Linked DNA regions of Mus musculus: all the other regions are linked to region 1. Evidence: chromatin contacts called from public Hi-C and promoter capture Hi-C data. All regions are on one chromosome and are shown on one strand. Each heading gives the region's core, a stretch centred on a gene start, on an enhancer-like site or on the middle of the called end of the contact. The rest is flanking DNA. Distances are from core to core; before and after follow the strand shown. Region 1 holds the start of Mtmr9 (myotubularin related protein 9). Region 2 holds the start of Spryd7 (SPRY domain containing 7). Region 3 holds the start of Ints9 (integrator complex subunit 9). Region 4 holds the start of Rnaseh2b (ribonuclease H2, subunit B).

Region 1 (6,359 bases), core at 1,084-3,583:
TAGGTGAACTGGCAAAAACAAATACATACGTGCAGACATGCCAAAGTCACAAATGGCAACTGTTGGTGACAATCACTTGCTTTGTCTGTATACACAACACTGAGAGTATACATCTGACACACAGTGCAATGGTAAGCTAAGAAATGGTACGACAGTGAACTTTATGTGATATGGCTAATTTCTACCACAAAGTCTCAAAATAAAGCTGTTGCCATAGAAGGGTCCTCCAATGACAGCAACCATTTGCCAATAATTATACTAAGCATTCTACATAAACCCACGAATGTAATCGTAAAACACCTATAAAAGGCAGGTAATGTCATCTTCCTTTTATAAGACACTACAGGCTAACTGTGAGAGGTGAGGTGCTTCACCCATAGGCCCCATGTTAACAGGACCTCACTACTGCAACAATCACAGTATAAGAGCACTGCTCAGAGTTGAAGGGTTTCAGAGCTGCTCCACTCAGGATGACCACACTTGCTCACTGTGATGCCCAAGGACTGTAACATGGCCACAATCAGCTACACTGTATTTGTTTTACTGGCTTACAATTTCACATAGGATGTTCTTTCAGGAAATCTACAGAAACAGAAAAACAGTTCACAAACTGTCTTCAGAGCGAAAGTAGCAAGATTCGCACAGTAAATGATTCTTATGCATCAAGGGCTGTACAAAATCAAAATATCGCCATTTTCCTATCAGAATTTTGCCTGCAGCATACTTACCTCAATGGAACTGGCTATATTTAAACACTCCTCCATTCCAGGAATATCCAACTGAATGATTCGGAAATCTTTACATTTTATGATGATGGTACCCAGAGAGCCCACAAATCTGTAAGAAATTACATGAAATCATGAAAATGGTAAGAAAACTAGTGAGGACAGTAGGTGAGAACCAGAACACAGAGAACCAGGGATTCAGTCTTTATCATGCAGGCATGAGAGACCATTGAATACATTTATGCAATAAAGATGAACTGAGGAGTCTAGTAGTCTGCTGATGGTATCTTGTACACAGATACACACATACACACATAAGTAAAAATAAAAAATTTAAAGTGATGGAGTAGGGAAATAAAGATGAATTAGTTCCTATGTTCCTTTAGAGCCAGCCCCTTTCTTTTCACAAGAAAAACTGAATGTTAAGGGCTAATGATTACCCTCAGTGGGAAGTGATCATTCCAGAGAATAAGTAAGATGCAATATGATAAACTCAGTCTTCCCTAAATGAGCAGGGGTGTAAAATTTGTCATCCACCTGCATCGGCACTCCCCATCAGCTATTACAGGGGTGCACCTTACCGATTTTAAAACGTTTTAAGGAGAGACTAAAATGCATATGCATATATATGGAAAAAATGACAGTGTACTCAGTTAAATACTATGGCCAGGCATAGCGGCCCATACACACACAACTGTAATTCCAGCACTTACTTGGGAGGCTGGGGCTGGAGAGTTGGAAGTTCAAGACCGGCCTATGCTGCAAAGGGCTGAGCATGCCTATTTAAAAACGAGATCGTGGGGGAGGGGTCGCTTTAAATTGTATTGAATCATAACTTCGTGAAGTCAGATTAACAACAACCAATAATTCAAGAAATGTGGTGGAAGAAATTTTTTTTTTACAAAGAACATTTAAAAATACGCCCAAATGCTGTTCAAAATGACCACTACGACTCTGAGACCTTAGCCTGGGGATGCCAGGTGGCCAGTGCAGATAGATCTAGGCCCCAGAAGGCTCATTTGGCTGGCTGAGCCAGGATACCCATAAAAAACCACCTGAAAGCGTCTGTTCCGTTCCAGGCTCCTCCGGGACCTGGGTGTGGTGGGCGCTCACCGTTTGTCGATGGCGTCGATATTTGAATGGAGGAGCCAGAGCTCCTCCGTGTTGTCCTGCCGGGAAGACAGGATCAGGTGGTGGCCTGTCAGACACAGGGTCCCTTCCACGGCGGTGTAGAAAGGCCGGTGCAGCACCACATTGTCTACCCGTGGGGTTTTAATCAGCTCCGCAAACTCCATATTGGGCGCAGCCTAGGGGCGGGAGGCCCAGTCCCGCAGGTGCCCGGCGGTTAATCCGCAGACCCGGACGGAGCCCCGGCTGGGCGGGCCCGGGAGGTCGAGCCCCGCCCCGGCTGGGCGGGTGCGCCAGGGCCTGCGGGCACCGCCCTGGCCGCTTCTCCAAGTCTCTTCCGCACCACTGGCCGGGACTCGGTCGCAGAGAAGGCTTCCCGCCAGGCCCTGCACTCCCCGCTGCCACCGGCGTCTGACGGGCGGGCTGCGGAGGAGACGGACCCGGCGTCGGGGCAGCAGCATCCGAGCCCGAGCAGCCAGGGACTTCTGGCGGAAGTAGCTGCTGAGCGTTGCACCCGGCAGGAACTCCTGCACAATTAGAGGGACTCGAGACTCGGAAGACATAGAAACCGGACCGGAAGTTGGTACTTTGCTAGATCCGGTGGAACACAGCCAGAAACAATGACTTTATGGTCCTACAATGGAAAAACAAAACAAAACAAAACAAAACCAACCAAAACCTCTTTCACCTTCTACCGCCGCAATCCTTGCCCTTCAAATATTCCTTATCGGAAAAGGCGAGACGAGAAGACGTCGCTGACCTGCCAGCCTCCACATGAGTGCTGTCCCTCAAGGGCTCTTCGTTTGCGCTACCTGGTAGTTGTCTCATGAATTGGTCACGAAGAGATGTCAAATGTAGGATGGAAGCGGAGGTTGTGATCGAAAAGTAGCATCTTGGTGTCTGGAAGAGACATGGGACAATCTATGCTTTAGACTCTTTGAGAGCGCCATGACTTTAACCAAGAACAGCATATTCTAAAAGGATGGAAAGAGAAACTGACTAATCCTCGCCCTGCGAAAGGACTCTAGTGTCTTCAGAGATAGTTCAGTTAATCTGTAGCAAAGCCTGAAATCAAGACCTTGGTATATTGGTCACGACTTCATAGTATCCCGGCTAAGTACAGTCTAGCTGAACTGCTCACGGACACTGCAATGACAGAGTTTTGCTGTTGTAATTTCCCTCTTCTTTTTTTTTTTTTTTAATTTTTTATTAGGTATTTTCCTCATTTACATTTCCAATGCTATCCCAAAAGTCCCCCATACCCCCCCCCACTCCCCTACCCACCCACTCCCACTTTTTGGCCCTGGCATTCCCCTGTACTGGGGCATATAAAGTTTGCAAGTCCAATGGGCCTCTCTTTCCAGTGATGGCCGGCTAGGCCATCTTTTGATACATATGCAGCTAGAGTCAAGAGCTCCGGGGTACTGGTTAGTTCATAATGTTGTTCCACCTATAGAATTTCCCTCTTCTTGCTTTCTATCCCTCTACTTTATCCCAGAATAAGAATTATGTTTGAGTCCTGGCCTGCTTTTACTGTGTTAGCAGTGAAAATTCTCACCACCCAGTCAGTGTCTACGAACAGCAAGGTAGCTGACTTCAGAGTGTGCAAAGTGAAGTTGACCAGATTGCACAGTGTTTGTCCTTGATTTTGTTCTTGTCTTTTCTAAAAACCTTCCCTTCCTAAATCACTCACTCCTGCGATCCAGTTTATCTGCAAAAGGAAAACAACCAGCAATGGATGCTGATGGACTGAGGTGAAGTAATGTGGAGGTGTTTTCCACACCGGATTTGTTTACTTTCCTTCCTCACTTGACTCATTGTATTAACTACAAATTGTGGAATGGAAAACTTTTAATCTGAAAAATAATGAAAAGTTATACAGAGAAAAAAATGAAAGTAAAGCCTTGAAGGGTAAGGCTCCCCGAATGGAAGATATCCAAGGAAGAACTTAGTGTCCAATTTAGTATATGCTAGAAGATAGAAAGTCTCCATGGATTCTGTGGCCCTTCTGGTTTTCTTGAAAATAAATTATGAAAACGTTATTTCATTAAGTTAAAATGTTTCATGCTCTATAAAGTCATAAATTAGGATTTTTTCCTTTTATTTGTTTTTTGCCAAGAGAAAAAAATTAGGTATCTTCTGAGTTGTTATAATGAAGTACCAGAAACGATTAGGAAATTAAATCACCAGTGATTTGAAGTTCAAAGCGTAGAAAGTTCACTAGCGCTGAGAAAACCAAACTTAGTAGTTAGGAATAAAGCCTGAGTAAAGAGCAAGAAACAGTTCCCCACATAAGCAGTAGGTGGCGGTAGAATTCAAAGTCAATGGGATATGCCTCTATTAAAATAATCCAATGATGTAGTCAAATATTAACTGTCCAAACAGTCAAGAAATAAGGGCCTCAGGGGATTCTGATAAGCCAAGAAAATAATAAAATTTATAATGTGTACAATGGATTTACTTAAGGACTATAAAGATAGCTCAATGGGTGCCTTAGCATTCTATTGTGAAGAGACACCATGACCACAGCAACTCTTTTTTTTTTTTTAATTAGATATTTTCTTAATTTACATTCTAAATGTTATCCCCTTTCCAGGTCTCCCCCGGAGACACTCTATTCTATCCTCCCTTCCCCTGCTTCTATGAGGATGCTCACCCACACACTCCCACCTCCCGGCTCTCACATTCCCCTATACTGGGGCATCGAGCCTTCACAAGACCACGGGCCTCTTCTCCCATTGATGTCCGACAACATCATACTCTGCTACATATGCAGCTGGAGCCATGGGTCCCTCCAGGTGTACTCTTTGGTTGGTGGTTTAGTCCCTGGGAGCCCTGAGGGTCTGGTTGGTTGATGTTCTTTTTCCTATGGGTTGCAAACCCCTTCAGCTCCTTCAGTCTGTTCTCTAACTCAGTCTGATCACATCAACTCTTATAAAGGAAGGCATTTAATTGAGGGTGTCTTTTGGTTTCAGTGGTTCAGTCCATCATCATCATGGCAGAACATAATAGCACACAGGCAGACAGTGCTGGAAAAGGAGCTGAGAGTTCTACATCTGGATCTTTAGGCAGCAGGAAGCTCTAAAGAGCTGCTGGTCTGACTTGAGCATTTGAAACCCCAAAGCCCATCCCCAGTGACACACTTCCTCCAACAAGGCCACACCTTTCAAATAGTGCTAATCCCTATGCTTTCAAATATTTGAACCTATTAGGCCATTCTTATTCCCACCACCACAATGGGTAAGGAGCAAGTGTAAAGACCTAAGGTCAAAACCCCAGAACATATACAAAGAAGAAATCTGAGTCTAAAACCCCAGTGCCAGAGAAGGGGGACAGAGACAAGAGGATCCTGAGGGTTCACAGGCCAACCACTGTAGCAGAAACAGTAAACTCTGGACCAACCAATGAGAGAAACTGACTCAAAAATAAAGTTCAGAGGACTCAAGAAATGCACCTGATATTGACCTTCAAACTCCCAGGCCCACACAGTAATATACACCTGCACACACACACACACACACACACACACACACACACACACACAGAGAGAGAGAGAGAGAGAGAGAGAGAGAGAGAGAGAGAGAGAGAGAGAGAGAGGACACACCATAAAATTGAATTGAAATATTAAGGAGCACTGGGAGATGCCTCAGAGATTGAGAGTAGTCACTGCTCTTTCAGAGGACCCAGGTTCACTTCCCAGCACCCACATGGAAACTCAAAACTATCTTTAAGTCCAGATGCAGGGAATCCAGTGCCATCTTCTGGCCTCCAAAGGCATCAAGCAAGCACAAAGAGTACTACATACATTCAGGTTAAAACACTCATACAAATAAAGTGAATGTTTTTTTAAGAAAAAATTTTAAAGGACTTCGTCATTGCCTTGCAGGTACTACTATTATCTTTATTCTCAAGATTAAAATGGTACAGGTGTATAATCAGAAAAATTTCATCCTGAGAACTACAAACAAGAAAACGTGATTGTTGTCTTTCTGCATCTGATTTGTTTCCCTTTACATGATCCAAAGTCCATCTACTTTCCTGAAAACACTAATTTCTTCTGCGCATATGAATAAAAGTGCATTGAGAGTGTCACTTTTTTTTTATCCATTCAGCTATTGACAGATGTGGCTGATTCATAGCTTAGCTATTGTGAACAGTCTACAATAAACATTGATGTGCAAGTCTCTCTGTGGTATTTTGATTGGAAGTCCTATGGGCAGATGGTCAAGACTGGTCTAGCTGGGTCATTGTGGTAATTCTATTGTTAGTTTTCTTTTCAGTTATTATTTTATTTTACCTTTTAAGATTGATGTCTTATATGACATGACACAGGCATGGGTTAGGTGAGAATTCATACATTGAGGATTCTGGTGATTGAACTTAAGTAATCAGGCTTTGTCAGCAGCCATCCTTTCCTGCTGAACCATCTTGATGATCTCACTGTTAGATTTTGGAGGAGCCACGTACTGTTTTCTGTTGCACTTGAACTAATTTACATCCCCACCA
Region 2 (6,359 bases), core at 2,448-4,947, 2.0 Mb before region 1:
ACAGTGTAGAAAAAGTAGCTGGGCATGGTGGCACATGCCTTTAATCCCAGTGGTTGGGAGGCAGAGGCAGGAGGATCTCTTTGAGTTTGAGGCCAGACTGGTCTACAAGGAGAATTCCAAGACAGCCAAGGCTATTACACAGAGAAAAACTGTCTCAACACCCCCACCCCACCCCAAAAAAAGGAAAAGAAAGAGAAAAGAGAAAAAGTAGTGAGTTGCTGCCAATGACCATAGCAACTAGCCTTCTTGAGTAAGAAGTAGAAGACAAGAGATTAACAACAATTACACCAAACCCCAAACAAACATAAAGCTCATCTCTGGCAGCACTGTCTTTTCCTGAAGCTAGTGCTGCCACCTTTGTATTTTGTGTCACAAGAATAAAATTCCTCCATCATGTAAACAATTCAGAGGTGTAATTTGTAGTACTTGAAATTGAAAAGGTCTTCAGTGAAACACATTTCCAGGGGTTATGCAAATAAATGATACTTTTTCTGAACTGATCTTTCACACAAACCCTGCCTCTATAATAATTTACTGCTTTTCATCTCATCCTTCAGCATGAAGTTAATGGAAATATGAAAAGATTTCCAAAACAATTAGGCTGTTTGGTGAGTTGGAACTTCAGAAACAACTCTAAGCACATTAGTTACTCTTACTTTGATATATTTCCTTACTGAGCAAGTTAATGCAGAAAGGTCTATATTTCAGAGATCATTTGAGGGTGTTTGTGAACCAGTAGATAATAACGTCAAGCTTTCTTCTCCTTAATTAATACAATGATATTCTGTATTTGGATCTAAGTAGCTCATATAGTTTTATTAATAACTGGTACTACTTTGAAAAGATAAATCAGATTTGAGTACAGATAGACCATTATATAAACACAGCCATAGAATGTGTGTTAATAAACATTAGAGATTTCCAAATGAATAGTGTCTTAGATTTCTATTGCTATGATAAAACACTATGACCAAAGCAATTCAGGGAAGGAAGGGTTTCTTTCACTTTCAGTTCTACATCACAATCTACACAGAAGGTAGATAGGTAGATCCTTAAGGCAGGAACCTAGAGGCAGAAACTGAAGCAGAGGCAGGCTATGGAGGAACTCTGCTTACTGGGCCCCTCCTCCTGCTTTGCTTAACCTGCTTTCTTACGCAACTTGGGACAACCTGCCATGAGCTGGGCCCATCCACAACAACCATTAGGCAAAAACAAACAAACAAACAAACAAAAAACCTCTACAAACTTACCAACAGACAACCTGGATGAGGCATTCTCTCAATTGAAGGCCTTCTTGCCTTTCAGGTACTCTAGCTTGCATCAAGTTGCCAAAAATAAATAAATAACAGTAACAAAACACAACCAGGATAGGTATATCCCTTTCAAAATAACTACCTTGAAAGTTACTTGTTCCTAAAAGACCAATTCACAATTATATGAATCAAAAGAAAAATATTTTTAAAACTTCAAAATGGTTTTAAGTAATGCAACATCATTGTTTAGATATGGAATGTGTATTTTTTTAAAAAAGAGAAAAAAAGGAAAGAAAGTGAGAAAACAAGTAGGGCATTGTGGTACACACCTGTAGACATGTGGAAGGCTGAGGTGGTGGTGGCTTGAGCCAGGAATTGAAGACAACCTGAGCAATATAGAGACTACTCTCCTTTAAAAACAAAACAGCAACCAAGAAACCAACAAAATAAATCAAAACGAAACTAGTATGAAACAAACAAAAAAGTCCAAATATATTCTTTTTTGGGGGAGCTGTCCTGGAACTCACTTTGTAGACCAGGCTAGCCTCGAACTTAGAAATCTGCCTGCCTCTGCCTCCCGAGTGCTGGGATTAAAGGCATACACCACCACGCCGGGCTCCAAATATATTCCTTAGGTTGTATAATTTTATGCTGAACACAAGCAGTATGTTTCCCATGTTTTCAAGTTAAGGCCAATCCGCATTTGAATCATTCTTCTAACTCAACACTTCTCTTCCTTTTTATTGTGATTCTCACATCAAGCTTGAAGGTAGTTTCAATTTATTGTAAAATAGGTTAAGAAAAAAGTTCCACGGAAGGGAAGAAATTGAGAGACCATATCCCGGTTCTTCACTCAGCACCTGAGGGTGCTGGATAGCACAGGAGAAAGGGAAACTGCAAAGATACAATGGGTCACTTAGTTCTTCCTAAAAGAAAAAGGCCAGGAATAAGGATTGTTCTACATAATAGACAGCACAGCATGGGCTCAAAAGTCACTACAGTCCTGCAGTCTTATCTCAGCCCTTAATACAGTATCTTATCACCTAAAAGTCATATTCATTGAGTGAATAAATTAAATAGAAATGTTTCCTGAGAGAAAGTACAAGATCTGAACATCCACTGTCTATAGTGATGGATAGGGGCTTAAAGGTATTTAGTACTGAAATTCTGTACTAGAGACTGTAAATTTGTGGTGGCACTGTACACCATAGTAAACGACGACTGCGTATAGTACTGCAATAGAAAATATAATGGGCAATGTTTCCAGACTTGTAGATTATCTGGGCAGAAAAGAGTTTTGTTGTAGATATTAAGAATGCTTGTGTTACTTAAATACAGTCTTTTAGACAATGAGGTATTTGGGGAAATCAAAAAATGCATTAGTTTATTGTAATAATACACAAAAAGACAGCACTCTAACTGAAATAATTATTCTGGGAAATCTGCCTGGATAATATTCCAGAAGCTTGGAAAGGGTCTAAGAACTGAAGTAATCCTATGTAGAAAAAGATGCTACAGGGGGGGGGGAATGTTGGATGAGAAATTATTATTAAATTAATTATAAAGCCATTGGGAACTGGAAAAAAATGGATGAGAAGGAGCACTGTTCTATTTTGCAATCGCTTGGCCCGATGGCGAGAGTCAGATAAAATTACAGCGTTCCCAACAGTGACTAAGGTGTCCAGCAATGGAGATTTTAGTGGAAGTGGCTTGTTACGACCTGAGGCTCTACTCCAGGCTTCTGCAACCGGCCCTGTTTGGGCTTCAGGAAGTGAGGGGAAAATTACTCCCCCAGAACAAGCTTCAGCCTATATTTGATAGTGCTGAAGACAGGACTCAGCAAACACTAGGTGACACTCGACACCCGGGCACTGATGGCGGGCGGGCGGGCGAGCGCCCCCGCTTCCTCACCTGGGAACACCTGACTCCTCTCTGAGAGATTCAGCCCTGGGAGGCTGGCACAGCCCATGCCCGATGACCGAGGCCAGAGAGGCCACAGGGGGCTGCGTGGTCACGTGGTCCCCGCCCCATTTCCCTCGGCCCTCGGTGGGCGGTTGGGTCCAGTCGGGAGGCCCTTACCCATGTGCTGCGTGTCCAACTGTACGGCCGGCATCTCCTTGAGAGGAATGTGGCCAGTCCCGCCGTCCCTGCAGCAGCGCAGGCAGCACCACGCCGACGCGGCCATGGCGTAGCTACACAGCCCCACCGCTCCGCCCGCGCCCGAGTGCTTCTGGGTCGCGGGAGCCTCGCAGCCCGCACAGCGACGCCAGGGCCGGGAGGCGAAGCGGAGACTGAGGCGAGGTCCCCCGGCGAAGGAGCGAGGACCGCCCGGAGGGGCGGGGCGGTGTCGGGAGGTGGGCGGGGCCAGCGGCCAGCCCAAGTCAAAGAGGGTGTGGCGGGTGGGCAGGGCGCTGTAGAGAGCCGAGCAGGGGCCCGGGCTTGACTGACTGAAAGAGGGCGGGGCCAGTGGCCTGACGCCTGGAAGAGGGCGGAGTTGGGGAAAAGGTCCGGGTTTCTGAAAGTGGGCGTGGCCAGTGGCCTGACTGACATGGGGTGGGCGTGGCGGCGTGCGCAGGCGTGCTGCGGCGTCCTCCCCTAGGCCCTGTGGCTGGCAGGTGAATGGTGGAGCTGAGAGTCGTCGGGATTCCCTGCGGCTGTGGTTGTTGCTGGTTTGACAGGGCCTTCTGTGCTGTTTATAGGGTCTGGAACTCCAGCCCTGACCGCCTCAGCCTCCGTAGTAGCTCCGTGCTGTGTCGGCGCGCTACTGGTAGCTGCCTGGGGCGGCTCCGCAGTGATTTTTAGGGATCGGCAGACCTCCTTTGGGCATGGAGCTAATAAAACGCCCGGGAGTTTTCCGTCGGAACTCTCCGGCTCTCCGCATCCTGCCACGCAGACTCCGAGGACCCGGTCTTTGGGTGTGCGGCGAGGCTCTTCGCATTTTCCATGCACCGGCGTTTATCATTGGGTTGATTGCTGCGTGGACCCAGGACTTGCAAGCAGTCACCCTTATGAGGGGACTACGGGAAGGGGTCGGGACAGGGCCGAAAGACGACTTTTTAAAAAGTCATTATTGTATATTCGTGCTCAGGACGTGCGTTCAGGCGCTCTCGTGCCACGGCAAGGTCTGAAGACAACTCTCAGAAATAGGTTTTCTTCCCCCTACCTTGGAGATCCGGGAATCGAACTCAGGTCTTCAGGCTTGCTTTCCGATCAGACAGTCTTACTCAGCTTTCTGGTGCACCAATGGTTCCTAGAAATGTGAAGGGAATGCCCTGAGAGAGGGTGAAGAGAAACTCAGCTCTTACGGGGGTCTGCTGCTTCCTATTACCATATCGAAGGAAGGCCCCAGTGGGGGTCACTTGTTATCTGTCTGTCGTTATCCCTCACACCCCATGGTGTCCCAACAGAATCTGGCTCAAACCTCTCTTCCAAGATAAGATTCCCACCCTGGAAGTTTTCTGGGTCTTCATCAAATCCTGGAAAACTGAACAAAAATTCCCAATTCTTTAGTAATGGTTTCCCATACATAACCTTTTAGTCACCTGAGTGTAAATATACTTTATTGAGATTTTTAGCCATAGGATGAGGGAAAAATTTCAGACTTTGGTTTCTTCTATTTATAAAAATATTTTTAGGGCTGGAGAGATGGCTCAGCAGTTAAGAGCACTGGCTATTCTTCCAGAGGTCCTGGGTTCAATGCCCAGCAACCACATGGCAGCTCACAACAACTGTCTGCAACTCCAGTTCCAGGGGATCTGACATCCTCAAACACCAATGCACATAAAATATAAACAAATACATAAATAAATATTATGATACTAAGGGAGATATCCAAGGCTTTTTTTTACTTTGAGACTTAGTTATTACAGAATTAATACCCAAAGTAATTGCTAAAATAATTTCAGACTATCCCCTCTCCCTCACTGCCTCTATATCTATTGAAGTACTCTTGATAATCCTCTCTTTCTCTCTCTCTCACTCTCTCTCTCTCTCACACACACACACACCACACGATAGACTTTTTGCAACATTTCAAGCTCAATACTGTCCCTACTTTATAGATGAAGAAATAGGTTAAATGACTGTGCAATTTCACAAAGGTAGAAAATATACAAAGTATGATACAAACCCCAGGGGTCCAACTCCAGCCCTTTATTTGCTTCACCACATCTTTTAGCATCTCAGATTTTAAAGTTTAAACTTAAAATTAAGGTTACAACCCTCTAAAAATATTCGGTTAAAAAATGCAAATTTGTGCTTCATTTTTTTTTGCATGTTTCATTAGTCTTCACATTAGCTAATCTGCTATAACATATGTAAATAAAATTTGTTTTATGTCCGACTTTCCAGGTAAAGATGGCAGAGCGCAGTTACAGCTTCTTGCTGACTACACTACATTCAGCCCATCTAGCAAGCTTGTCCAGATTGAATATGCTTTGGCTGCAGTAGCTGGAGGGGCCCCTTCAGTGGGAATTAAAGCTGCAAATGGCGTAGTATTAGCAACTGAGAAAAAAAGCAGAAATCCATCCTGTATGATGAAAGGAGTGTTCACAAGGTGGAGCCCATAACCAAACACATCGGTGTGGTGTATAGTGGCATGGGCCCCGATTACAGAGCACTTGTACACAGAGCCCGGAAACTTGCTCAGCAATACTACTTGTTTACCAAGATCCCATTCCCACAGCCCAGCTGGTACAGAGGGCAGCACCTGTGATGCAGGAGTACATGCAGGCAGGTGGTGTTCGTCCATTCAGTGTTTCTTTACTTATCTGTGGGTGGAATGAGAGACCACCGTCTTTATTTCAGTCAGACCCATCTTGCTTTGCCTGGAAGGCCACAGCAATGAGAAAGAACTATGTGAACTGGAAAACTGTCCTTGAGAAAAGATATGATGAAGACCTAGAACTGGAAGATGCCATTCATACAGCCATCTTAACCCTAAAGGAAAGCTTTGAAGGGCAAATGACAGAAGATAACATAGAAGTTGGGATCTTAGCCAGGCATGGTGGCACACACCTTTAATCCCAGCACTTGGGAGGCAGAGGCAGTCGGATTTCTGAGTTCGAAGCCAGCCTGGTCTACAGAGTGAGTTCCAGGACAGCCAAG
Region 3 (6,359 bases), core at 2,089-4,588, 1.4 Mb after region 1:
CCATATGACTTCCACATGCTGAGAGTGTTTTATGCTTTAGTCTGCAGTAAAGGCTTTACATCATTTTAATGCCCCAGTACTCAAAATGCAACAGAATCAGCCCAGTGAATATAAGGAAGATTCAGTGTACATGGAGCCATTATTTCCAGACTACTAGTCAGAAAAAGTTTAACGAATGTTTTTCCCATAAATAACTTCACAATTCCATTGATGAAAATAAACAAGAAGAAGATTCAAGGTAAGGGTAGATGAAAAACACTCATTTTTCTAGGTTGGAACATTTTAGTTTGTCATATCTAAAATGATTATTAAACATGTAAAAATTCAATATCTACTAGAATACATTTTGGAAAACTACAAGTAAACAACTATTTTGTTGTTACATGGAATTTTCTTCCAGTTTTTGAAAAATAATGTTTCAGGTTAAGATAAAGCCTCAAACAAGTAATTCTGAAAATCCTGGTCTTCAACAAACCATAGGCTCAGCTTGGAACAGCACACTGTGTACAAAATTATATTTAGGTCCATTCACATACTTAACACTCAACTTCATGCAAACACAGTCCCCTTATCTGTGGGAATGATCAACAGCAGAAATTTCAAATCAAAGACTAAAACTACCATAAATCCCAGTGTGATGCTATGGAATCTAAAAGCCCATAGCTAACAGAAGAACTCAAGAACTAACACATTCTTGACCAAACACATAATACATGAAATTCTCAAGTCAAAATAGAAATAATGCCAATTATTCTTTTAGTGATTTAAAAGTCTATGATATCACAAAATTATCACAGAGAGTGATTGAAGAAGATGTATTTTGGACTGAGGGAGTACAAAATGTATGATCTTAAATTCTCCTGGTGTAATGTCATTAAATATTCAAGACTGTGAGAAACAAGAGATGTTTCATTCCAACCCTAATTGAAAATGGAAAAATAAAATAAAATTTCCCAAACTTGACTTATAAGCATAATACAACCAGATCCAGCAACTTAGCCGTGCAATTTTAATAAGTTTAATGCAAAGCACTGCAAACCTGATGTGATAATGACTTGTGGCATAAATGCAAAATAACAACAAATTCGGGTCCTTTTCACTTAACGATGCATTTTATAGTGAAACCACAAAAAGCACAGCCCATATTAGCACAAACTAAGCAAAAAAGTACAGGAGGTATTATGTCCATCGGGAAGAGAAATGTTCTGTGCCAAGGAAGGAAGGAAGGAAGGAAGGAAGGAAGGAAGGAAGGGGGTGGGGGAGAGAGGAAGCTAAGGAAAGATAGGAAAGAGAAGGCAAAGATTTCTATTATCTGCAGGTCCCCAGAAAAAGGGGCACGTGACTATACCCTATATAACAGACGAGGGTTTTTTTAAGCTTCAGACAAAAATAAAAATAGCAATCACTTTTATCATTCAACTTTACGAAGCGTGTATCTTTACTGCTAAGTGCATTCTTTGCTTCACTCACCCAATGCTTCCTCACTCTTCCATACCAGTTTTCAAGCATTTGTGACACAGAACAGGGTGGGGTAGAAGAAAAAACAAAACAAACAACAAAAAACAAAAAACAAAAAACAAAAAAAGACCACAGCGCCTTTCAGCGCACAGTCAACCCTCTTCTCCGCAAAAAATTTCCAACAGTTTTTTCAACTACGAAAATAAGTCGCCTTATCTACCTCAGGATACAGAGCAGACGTTCTGTCTCATTAGAAGACAGCGATGCGGATGGCATTTAGCACTCGAGATTCCCAGCCCCACGTTCCCGAATTTTAAATAACTGGCAAGCTACTGAGCATGAAGATGACAAGATACCTCTACTTACTGTTTCGGGGTGAAGGTGGGTGGAGGACTCCTTTCAAAGTAGCCCCAATAGTGTAACCCAAACACGGTTCCGGAATAAAATACTAAGAGACACTTTTCCTTTCCCACCTTTAGCTGCCGACTTGAGGCAAAGATGCATCTCCACATCACATCATCTATATAGTCCTGCCGGGAGTTTGGGGTGGAGACTGGCCCAGAGTAGGGCACCGAGTGTGAGCTGGGCGCCCAGACACTAACGAGTTACTGAGCCCCCCCAAACCCTGCACAAGATCCTTGGACCAAAAGTCCAGCCCGGGACTCCTGCGTGCTTCCCAAGCCCAGGCCGCTTATCTCTGACTCCAGCCATCTAACTTACCATCTACAGACATTCCTTCAAGACGATCGCAGCACCCAAGTACACGTCACAGTTTAAAACACAGCGAGACACTCCCCAAACAAACCAGCACACCTCGAAACCACCTTACAGTTTCTCAAACTCCCAAGCAGGAAGACCCCCCAACTCCAGGATTCAAACCTTCCGCCGGTCCTGAAGACCAGAGAGAAGTTGGGAAGCCATCGACGCCTCTCCACGCCCGCCCCTCACAAACTGCCCCACCCCACAGCCCGCGCACGGCCGCCCCCTCGGAAGTACCCCTACTTGCTCCCCTATGCTCAACCTGGCTACTCCAGAGACCCATCTGTGGCGCCTACTCACTTTCTCTCCCCCCCAAACATCTCGACATTTTTTTTTCCTTAAAGTAATGAGAGAAGTGAGGAAAAGAGACTTGAGGCAGTCCAGCTTGCAAACGACCCCACTCACCTTGGAAATCCAGCTGAGAGTTCTCTGCACCCTGCTCAGCCCCCTCCCCAGCGTCCCAGTGCAAGGCTGAGGGAGGGAGGAGGAAGGCGGGAGGGGGAGGGGATCTTCACCGCGGGGCGCCCTGCGGGAGGGGCTGAGGAGGGCTCCAGGCCCGCGCAGGAAGAGCCTAGGGGGGAGGGGAGGCCCCTATCTCCCAGTCTCCCCCTGAAAACCTCCCTTGTCTCAATCACATCAGACTGACTGTCTTTGTCTGGCTGACAACCGCCATATTGATAGCAACAGCCCCGCTCCCACCTGCTGCCGCTGGGCATCCCTGGGAGTTGTAGTTTCCGGTTCCCTAGAGGAAAAGTGCAGAGTTGAGGGTCTGAGGCCCTAGGGAACTACAGCTTCCAGCAGGCACTGCGCCCATACGCCTTCCCACAGGGAGGAGGGGAGCTGGGAGCTGAAATCGTGCGGACTACACATCCCAGAATACCATGGATGCTAGACCCAGATGAGGGACATGATATCATGCTGGGATGGAAAGGAAGGATGAATTGGCGGCGGCGATGAATTTGAGCGGACGGAAGGAGGTGATTAGAGAGAAAAGGGAGGAAAAGGAAAGACGCCCACAGTGCCCATGATACCTGCAGTAAAACTACATTTCCCGTGAGGCTCTGGAAAATGCTTAAGGAGTGAAGACTCCAAGTCCCGCGATGCTCTGGGCTATAGAGATTAAACCGGAAGATCCTTCCCTGTCTTTAGAAGTGAAGAGACTGGTACTGAACAACCAAAAGTCCGATATGAAACTGGTGAGTTTCCACTACTAAGTCAGAGGGCAAAGGTAATGAATGCTATATATCTTTGGAGTCTGTCGCCTCCACCATGATTTATCACGGAGGGAGGTCAGCACTTAAAAATTATAAAGTGAGCTGGGTTTTGCGATTGGGATTTGAATTCCCGCTTGCTCACATCCCACAGCTCCTGCATCTGTCAGGAGGTCTTCATTACTGTTTGGCAGATCCCTTTGGCCGCACGTGAGGTTGTATGTTACATTTCTTCACCCTTGGGCTAAAGATAGGCTCCAAAACTTTGGTTTGGTCATGTTTCTCAGCCTGCACCTGAGAGCTATAATAGATCATCAACCACTTTCCACTTAATGAGCACTTGAGTGGACTCCTACTGATATTGCGAGGCTGGATTCCGATCTGAACAGAAAGTAGGAGCGATCAGACAGAAGGTCTAAATGTCCTGTTACTCCTAACTGCAGTTCGAATTACAAGAAAGAGATGCTAAAGGGTGGTGCCCTTGAAGGATTCCCGTCTAAAGCCTGCTTGAAATAAACAGCTCTAGATAAAACATGCCTCCTGAAGAAGTAACTGTGTGGCAAAACACTAAGCTGACAGGTGGCCTTTTCAGATATTTGCTTTGCCCCATTTTTCTGAGCACACCGTTCTAACAAGTTGTTTTATTCAAGCTTAATGGAATAAGTAATAGAGTAATAAGGAAATTGAACGCAGGTGTGAAATGCTTGTCGTCGCCCTCCTATTCCCTACATTCTCACTGCCAACTTACTGTAGAATCTTCCTAATTGCTACGTGGAGAGAAATATCCTCAATAGAGTGAAGTGTGTTTGGTATGTTCTGTTTAAGAGAGAAGCGATGCAGAAACGTTTATTCCAGAACAACTTTTTTTTTTTTTTCTCTTCTTCTGTTTTTTTGAGATAGAGCTTCTCTGTGTAGCCCTAGCTGTCCTGGAATTCTCTTTGTAGCCCAGGCTGGCCTCTCAGAACAACTTCTTTGGGAGGGTATCAGAACTTAGGTACTTTTTGCTTTACTCATAAAATCTTCTTGCTTAACGTATACACAGAGGTTAAAGCAGGGAAGGAGCAAATGGAAAATTAGCCATTCCCTTTCAGAATCAAAAGCTGGCGAAAAGAAACCAGATGTGGCACACCTTTAATTCCAGCACTCAGGAGGCAGAGGCAGGCAGACCTCTGAGTTCTAGGATAGCCAGGGAAGTTATACTGAGAAATCCTGTCTCAAAAAAAGAAAGAAAGAAAGATAAAGAAAAGAGAGAGAAAAAGAAATCAAGAAAAGGAAGTATTAAAAAGAAAGAAAAGAAAAAGAAGTATTCTAATTATTATCTTCCCTTTCAAACAGTGTAGATCCAATAATTAATCCAATAATTACTATCCGAATATCAAAATAGTTTCTCAGTAGGTTAAACTTGTGTGCTGTGCCTACCAAAGGGTTTGAATAAACTTTCTCAGGTCCTTACATTTTAGCTCTGTTTACTGCTTTAAAAATGTGAGGTTGGCTATGGGTTTTGTATATTATAGGGACTAGGGATCTATGTCAGTGGCAGCATGGTTGCCTAGGATGCACACAATACATTGGGTTTGGTCTTCAGCATGATGGTAATGAGTTACATTGTGAAACACAAACATGCTTTTGAACAAAGTCTTGTTTTTGAGTAAGACTTTCCCTTGCTGGGCAGTGGTGATGCACACCTTTAATCCAAGCACTTGGGAGGAGGAAGCAGGCAGATTTCTGAGTTGGAGGCCAGCCTGGTCTACAGAGTGAGTTCCAGGACAGCCAGGACTGCACAGAGAAACCCTGTCTCAGAAAAACAAAACAAAACAAATAAGACTTTCACAGGTGCACATGAGGGATAGCCACATCTTGATTCTTTTCCCTTAATGAGAATTTCTTGAATAGGTCTGTTTTTCTGTCTTCTTACTAATACTGCTTACTTACTTACTAATACTGTGATGGTTTGTTTCACTGGGCATTTGGAATTCAGTAAGACCTTCTGTCCTTAAGTTTTGTTTTTGTTATTGTTTTTGTTTATCAGCTTCACACAAAGCTAGAGTTATCTGGGAAGAGGGGTTTCAAATGAGAAAATGCCTCCCTTTAGTCTGCATTTCCTTGATTGACGATTGATGTGGATGGTGTCAACCCACTATTTGTGGTACTATCTCTGTGCAGATGTTCCTGAAGCTGATAAGAAAGCAAGCTCAGCAAGCTGTGGGGAGCAAGCAATAAATAGCCTTCCTCCATAGCCTCTGTTTCAGTTCCTGCCTCTAGGCCCTGACTTCCCTACGTGATGGATGTGATCGGGATCTAAACTAGTTAAACACTTTGCCTCCTTTTGGTCACAGTGGGTGTTGTTTATGGTTTTGTTTGTTTAGTTGGTTGGTTGGTTGGTTTCGGTTCGCCTTTAGTTTTGTTTTGTCTTGAGACAGGGTCTCACTATGTAGCTCCGGCCATCTTGGAACTCACTCTGTATACAAGGCTGGACTCGAACTCACATCGATCCACCTGCCTCTGCCTCTGCCTCTGCCTCTCTGCCTCTCTGCCTCTCTGCCTCTCTGCCTCTCTCTCTGCCTCTCTGCCTCTCTGCCTCTGCCTCCCAAATGCTGCGATTCAAGGTATGCACCACCACATTTAGCTTGGTCATCGTGTTTTACCACAGCAATGGCAAGCAAACTGGAACACCTTCTAAGTGCCCTCCCGGCATTCAGTCTTGATCTCTTCTGGGGAATCTCAGCTTGTTTTTTTTTTTTTTTTTTTTTTTTTTTTTTCCAAAATTCCATGCCTTCTTTTGCATTTCAGGTAAACGCACAATCTTTAACTTGGTTGACTTGGCTCTGGAGAGCATGGTCCCACTTAACGTCTCTACACGTAGTCTAACTAGCTCTCACCGTGGATGTCTTTATTCAGATCATGTAGGATGTTTTCCAGTTCTTTTGAGTT
Region 4 (6,359 bases), core at 2,010-4,509, 1.2 Mb before region 1:
GCCAGCCCCAGCGCGCCTCCTGACTTGGCTCCGCCCTCAGCTCTGGATTAAGGTGCTACCACTGCACTTGGCTTTTCCATTTCTGCTGGGGACTGGATCCAGATCGGCAATTACCAACTACTCAGCTCTCCAGCCCAGCTAGTTACTTCCTAGACAACTTAGTTGATCATTGTTAAAGTTTAGGGACTAACATTTCCGTCATAAATACAGGGGCAACCTTTCACAATTTAAATAGTGTATCCTTTTAAAATCTTCACAGCTACAAAACAGAATAAATTTCATTTGTAACAAATCATAGAACCTGGATATAATCATAATAAGAAGTAAGCAAGGCTGATTTGCCTTGGCTAGAAATTTGAGGAAGACATCTAAAACAACTACAACAAACACGTATTGTTTTTATGCTTAAAGTAGAGAAATCACAAGTGTTTAAAAAATAAGCTTTATGCAGGGAGATGGCACAGGGAGATGGCACAATGGATAAATCGCTTATCATACAAGTATGAGGACCAGAGTTCTGATTCTCAGAACTCTTGTAAAAAGATAAGCTGTCACAGCAGCCACCTGTCATGTCAGCACTCTGGAGGCAAAGAGAAGGGCTCCTCAGAGCAAGCTGTCCAGCTAGAGTAGCTGGAGTCAGTGAGTCTGGGGCTCAGTAAGAGCTTACCAAGTAAATAAACTGCAGAGCAGCTGAGAAATATACCTGATGCCAACTTTGGGTCTCTACCTATAAACACGCATAAGTACATGCTCACCTCTACACATATGTACTCCCACATGAACACACACACAAACCACAAATGTGTGAAAAATCATTCTCTTACTACATGAATTACATGAAGAGAGATAAGGGATGTGGGTCTTTACTCATCAATAGGAGTCACGGGACTCTTAACAAGAGACTGACCCATGACTTGCAGAAGTTTCACCATTTTCACGTTAAATGCCATTTCCTAGTTTTGTTATTGAGCAAAATGCTGGCCAAAAGACTCACAGTATTAAAGTTCACTGGCCTTTAGCATGTGCCCATGCCACAGCACATTGTGGGGGTCAAAGGGCAACTTTCAGGAGTCAGATCATTTCTGCTCCATCATTTGGGTGGTTATTGAACTCAGAGGAACCTCAAAGTAATAAAATTGATGCTATGATGTATTAATAATAAACTGGCTTAGGAAACACCAAGGTACACAGAGTAGAATTTAGCTAAAGGAACTCTGCCTCGTGCCTGGGAGAGAAGTGCCCTAACGAGGCTTGTGAGGAACTGTGGAAGAAAACTCTGTACCACAGTAGACGTTTAGGATTACTGAGAACGTTTCTGCTAATTCTTGGTCACCAAGACTGATTTCCAGTTAAGCTCTAGTCCCATAACAAGGCTTACAACTAGCCATTAGGCATATCCCCATATCAAGAACATGCCTCCGAGGGGTGGCTCAAGGGAGTAGCACAGGGTCACAACCATCATTAAGTCCTGGTCTGTCCTCAAGTTCTCTGTGCTCTCAACAGGAAACGTGTAATTCTGCCTGGTGGACAAGAACAAAAGGAACACTAGTGTACTTAAATAGTTCAGGCAATATCTTTGCTGAGTAAATCTCCCATTTGCCCAAGCAAGGGACCAGACCTGCCGTCTCTTGTGTCTGTTTAAACTTTCCAAAGTGTAACCTGGGGCTGGAGCCTGAAAGATTTATGTGAAATGCATAAGCCTAAAATGTAAGCTAACAACATCTTCTCTATAAGGCCTCCTCCCTGAGCATTAGACACACACACACACACACACACACACACACTATCATTAAAAACCATTTCCATTATTAATCCCTCAGTGTGCAGTGATTTCTCTGTGGCTGGGCATGGGAATCCTGTTAATCCTCTGTGTACTGAACCACCTTGATGGTCCAATTGAGTCAAAATTCTTAATTCTCAGCCAGCATGAAACGCAAAGCCAGTCCTAGGGGGACCCCTTTCCCTCCAGAGTCCTCTTCTGTCTTTGTATCCTGACTCATCTTCCTGACTCTTATCCACAGCCAGGGGAGACTAGCACAGGAATAGAGCTGTACTGGGTAAAGCAGTTCTCACTGTGGCCAAGTGCTGGGACAGTTGCTGCACAAATGACACTGATCTTGCTTTTGTCTGAGAGAATCACGAAATGTCCCTGCGTGGCCTTATTTTTTCGTGGTCTTACAATGGTCTGGTCAGAGGTGGGTATTATATATATATTTTTTTTAATTAGGTATTTTCTTCATTTACATTTCAAGTGCTATCCCAAAAGTCCCCCATACCACCCCCCCCTACCCACTCACTCCCACTTCTTGGCCCTGGTGTTCCCCTGTACTGAGGCATATAAAGTTTACAAGACCAAGGGGCCTCTCTTCCCAATGATGGCCGACTAGGCCATCTTCTGCTACATATGCAGCTAGAGACATGAGCTCTGGGGGTACTGGTTAGTTCATATTGTTGTTCAGAGGTGGGTATTTTTAAGGGCTTCATGCCTCAGGAGGGAATCTCAGCCTATGTTTTAAGATCCAGACCAACTTCTGGTTGCTCTATGTAATTTCTCAAAAGCTTTGACCACCTTTATAACTCAGACCTCCACATTTATGTTGCCTGTGTCTCACATTGCTCCCTCTACAAAAACAAAATACAAAGTGCCACTAGACTGGATAACAAAAGACATAAAGTGCATAGTCTGCCTAGAAAGAACACTTCAGAACAAGCTTCCTGATCGGCAGCTGGCCCTTTGAGAGAATCCCCTCTCCACCTCCCTAGTCAGGGCTTAATTGTTTTCTCTATAGCCCCGAGGTGAGCCCTAGGCAACAAGACACCACTTTTGCTCACAACCATTCTAGCACTTGGGAGGTTCCTGATCCAGTATTCAAAGCCAGCCAGGGCGGCATACTTTGAAGGTCAGTCCCCGCTGGGTGGTGGACCTTGTGTCAAAACCAAACCACACCCAAACTAAGTCTCGTTAATACTCTAAAGATTTATCCTAAATAACAAATTCGTATGTTGAACTCCAAATTATAAGCATAATTTGGGTTGTATCTTTAAAAAATTACCTTAACTATCAAATTGGCCCACAGCCAATTTGAAGGCTGCTCGCCCGCATTAGGAACCTCAATGTATGAAATACACGCACGAGCAGCGCCCGTAGAATGAGAGTGAGAAAAACGAGGAGCTCCACACCCTCCACTGACAGCAGGGCCCGCGCAGATTTCAAAAAAGGAAGCCGAGCGGGCGGGCCCGGAAATGGAGGCAGGCTGGTGGCCCCGGTTGGCGGGCCCCTCGGCGCCACTTCCGGCAGGGCGCGACCATGGCCGGAGGTCGGGACCGCGGGGACTTGGCGGCCAGGCAGCTAGTGTTCCTACTTCCAGGTAAACGCGGGAGGCGCGTGGGCCTAGGTCGCTGGTGGCGGCAGCGGCAGCGCGGGTTTTTTTTTTTTCCCAGGCCAGCACCGGTCCGCAAGGTCCTAGCGAGCGCGGACCCGGATTCGGTGCCCCGCGCTTTGCTAAGCATCCTGGTCACGTGTCACAACACGCGGGAAAACTCCAAACCCGGAAGCGACGGCAGCGTTTGCGCGGATTCCCTGGGGCGGGTCCAGCCACTCGGCCTGCGGCGGGCAGCGGGGGTCCCGGGACTCTGCTGTCCCCTGGGAGTTACTGGATCTCTGTAGCTCAGCGTCTAGAATCTTACCAGCTCCAAACCAGAGGTCGCAGTAGTCCCATGCTGAGCCGCTCTGCTGCTCTGGAAAGGCAAGGGTGGCCAGGCATAAGGGAGCCTGGATGGGGTTTATGTGAGCGTGGTTTGAAACAATTCCAGGACATGGTGACAGTCAAAAATCCCAGAACCAGGCCACTCAGTGTCCCTGTAGATGATGACCAGCTATCAGGGCATGTGGTGGCATGCGACAGCCATTGCCATATGAGGAGGGCAAGTGAAATAAATTTGGGTTAGGGAATGCAAGCCAGAAACACTCTGTCATTTTACAATGATACATTTGATGTTAGAATACGCGTGAAGAAGGAAACTTCCCAGTCACTTTAATTTTGAGTTTTAGTTTAGCAAATGCAGAGCATTTTTACAGCAAATATATTTCACCAGGGTATAGATATCCAGTGATGATAATTTTTATAATCTTTATGTAACGACCTGACACTTACTTTGGATACACAGCTTCTCTCCTGTGTAAAAAGTTAAACACATTCAAGTGTATGGATTTTGGGTTTGCAGCTCACTCAACTGAACCCTGTATGCTGCTGACCAAGAAGAGTAGCTTTCCAGCTAGCAGCTCATACACCCGTCTTCTAGAGAACCCCAGGCTTTCTGTCATCAAATTAGTTTTGCCTGCTTGGACCCCTGTGACTTTTGTATCTGTCTTCCTTCCCTCCGTACCACGTCTGCCAGATCCATCCATGGCTGTTCCATGGGTTTTGTTGGCTGGTTCTTAAAAATTGCTTCTGGTTTGCTGTATGCATATCAATGCTACTACTCTCCGGAGGATGGATGGCATTAGGTGTTCCTCCTGGTTTGCACCTAGTAGGAGTTACACCTCTGGCAGCATTCTTTTGAGGCTGTTGGTGGACATTGGCATTCATTTCTTCGGAGTGTCTGTATCCTGGAGTGGAAGCTGCTTTTGGGTGCTTGTTGGGTTAGCTTTAGTTCTGCAGAATGGTTTTCTGAAGTGGTTGATACGGCTTCGTCCTGACTCCAGCTGCCTATGATGAGTCCAGTTAAGCCGTAACCTCACTGATAGTGCTTGGTAAAGCAGCTAGTGAGAATTCCTGGTGTTGGTGAGCCATCAGAAGGCTAGCTGAACACCTTAGTTTAGCTGGGAGAGGGGAGAGCCTCCTTTCACCCTTCTGTTACATCAGTATATTTGATTTTTGTAGTAGGATCCCTAATCATTCTTTTTGCAATCAAACATGTTAATACTATATAGTAGTTTGCAATAATTTGAGGGGTTTTGTTTTGTTTTGTTGGCTGTTTCACTGACATTAATTTCCTTCTTAAAGTGTGTCATAATCGTACCAAGCACAAAACTGAAAAGACTCGATGTTGAATGCATCCCTCAAAGAGAAAGGTGTAGTAGATCTACTGGGAGGGAGGGGTGAGACGCATTGCCACCTGGTTTCTGTTCAAAGCTGAGGTGTCTGTCCTCTCACCTTTTTTTACCCTTCAGGCAAGGTGCTCTCTCACCTACTCATTAGGCTGATAGTGGTTGAGGGTTCTAAAACTTAAAACTTGGGCTTCCTGACTTCTGCTCTTCCAGGTGGCCTTTAGTGCCACCTGCAGGCTCTAAGGGTCCAAACACGTTTGATAGCAGCTATGGGGTCTGCCCTCCAATGTAAGGGCACCGGCCTCCTGGGAGTGAGACTTCATTTGTGAAGGTTCTGAGCTAGTCTGTCCTGGGCTAAGACCCAAAAATATGCTTGCTCTTCTAGTAAAGACTCAAGCACCGTTACTGGCTGGTCTAATACCCCCCGGAACTGCTGTATCGAGGACCAGCCTGGGGAGCTGGGGTCCTGGGTAACCGCACCTGAGGCTTGACTGCTTGAGGGTTCACTGTTCTGAAAGTGAGCAGAGCTTGTATACATTCAGGGCACAGGCAGCTAACCTTGGCTTGACATTTAATTTACATTCAAGTTGCCTCTGGTATGTCCCGAAGGTTACATCTTAAAGTTGATTACAGGGTACTTCTCAGTTTTGTTTTGTTAAGTTGAAGCCTCCTAGACAAAGGAAAGCTGGAACTCAGAGAGTGGACTGTGCTAGCTTCCTTTTCACAGACAAGCTGGGGTGTTGCAGCAAGGTGGAATGGGTCTTTGCATCTGGAATGAGCATACTGCACCTCCGATGTAATTGGGAATGCTACACTGCTGTTTAATTACTCTAAGACCAGTTACTTTGGGAACATGTTATAAGGTTCCAGAAGGTCATATTCTTAATACTGGTTTTCTTTTGTCAATCTGTTGTACACTTGTCTGGTCTACTGAGCTGGGCCAGTTGTGAGAGTTAGTCAGGAGCACATCAGCTCACTAGAGTAGGCAGGAGACTGCCTGCGGCTGTTGGGGAAGACTGTTAACAGGATTCACCTCCCAGGAAATGTGTACATTGAAAACCCTAGAGTTCTGGGGGCGGGGGGGGGGGGAGAGATGAAAATCACGTAGGACTCTTGTATATAGGCCCACATAGCTTGAGTAAAAACGTCCTTAATCAGCACCACCCACTCCTACCTCCACCCCACCCTCCCACCCGTGAGTGAAGAAGTTTCCAGATCGAACTGGGCTTTAGAGCCAGTCCTCAGTTCTGTTGAGTTCCCTCTGGGTACTGCAGAGCTCCAAAGGAAGCTTCCTTGTTTGTCATTTCCA

What was found. Promoter capture Hi-C pulls out the DNA fragments that hold promoters and counts their contacts. Hi-C and Micro-C count contacts between places; a contact is called where the count stands out from the background. Capture Hi-C pulls out chosen DNA fragments and counts their contacts.
Region 2: a promoter capture Hi-C map of liver shows a contact between it and region 1, with 2.2 times the contacts expected there. The contact joins the promoter of Spryd7 here to the promoter of Mtmr9 in region 1. A contact is called at or near these places in 5 of 39 promoter capture datasets (hippocampal neurons, liver, neutrophils and 1 more).
Region 3: a Hi-C map of CD4 T cells shows a contact between it and region 1, with 9 times the contacts expected there. The contact joins the promoter of Ints9 here to the promoter of Mtmr9 in region 1.
Region 4: a contact with region 1 is called in a promoter capture Hi-C map of liver, with 2.6 times the contacts expected there. The contact joins the promoter of Rnaseh2b here to the promoter of Mtmr9 in region 1. A contact is called at or near these places in 2 of 39 promoter capture datasets (both in liver), 1 of 484 Hi-C or Micro-C datasets (B cells), 1 of 115 datasets of contacts at active chromatin or transcription factors (acute myeloid leukemia) and 2 of 9 other capture datasets (adipose tissue and liver).

Annotation. Positions count from the first base shown.
Region 1 is chr14:63,541,620-63,547,978 of GRCm38.p6, forward strand. It overlaps Mtmr9 (myotubularin related protein 9), which reads right to left and starts at 2,334. Exons shown (of 10, transcript NM_177594.1): 1 at 1,839-2,334; 2 at 729-837. The coding sequence starts at 2,020.
Region 2 is chr14:61,553,189-61,559,547 of GRCm38.p6, forward strand. Spryd7 (SPRY domain containing 7) reads right to left here and starts at 3,698. Exons shown (of 5, transcript NM_025697.4): 1 at 3,333-3,698. The coding sequence starts at 3,438. It also overlaps the pseudogene Gm4118.
Region 3 is chr14:64,946,955-64,953,313 of GRCm38.p6, forward strand. Ints9 (integrator complex subunit 9) reads left to right here and starts at 3,339. Exons shown (of 17, transcript NM_153414.5): 1 at 3,339-3,413. The coding sequence starts at 3,405. Hmbox1 (homeobox containing 1) reads right to left here and starts at 2,903. Exons shown (of 10, transcript NM_177338.6): 1 at 2,623-2,903.
Region 4 is chr14:62,328,809-62,335,167 of GRCm38.p6, forward strand. Rnaseh2b (ribonuclease H2, subunit B) reads left to right here and starts at 3,260. Exons shown (of 11, transcript NM_026001.3): 1 at 3,260-3,368. The coding sequence starts at 3,308. It overlaps Gm41173 (a long non-coding RNA gene), which reads right to left and starts at 3,247. Exons shown (of 2, transcript XR_874686.3): 1 at 3,054-3,247; 2 at 1-1,520.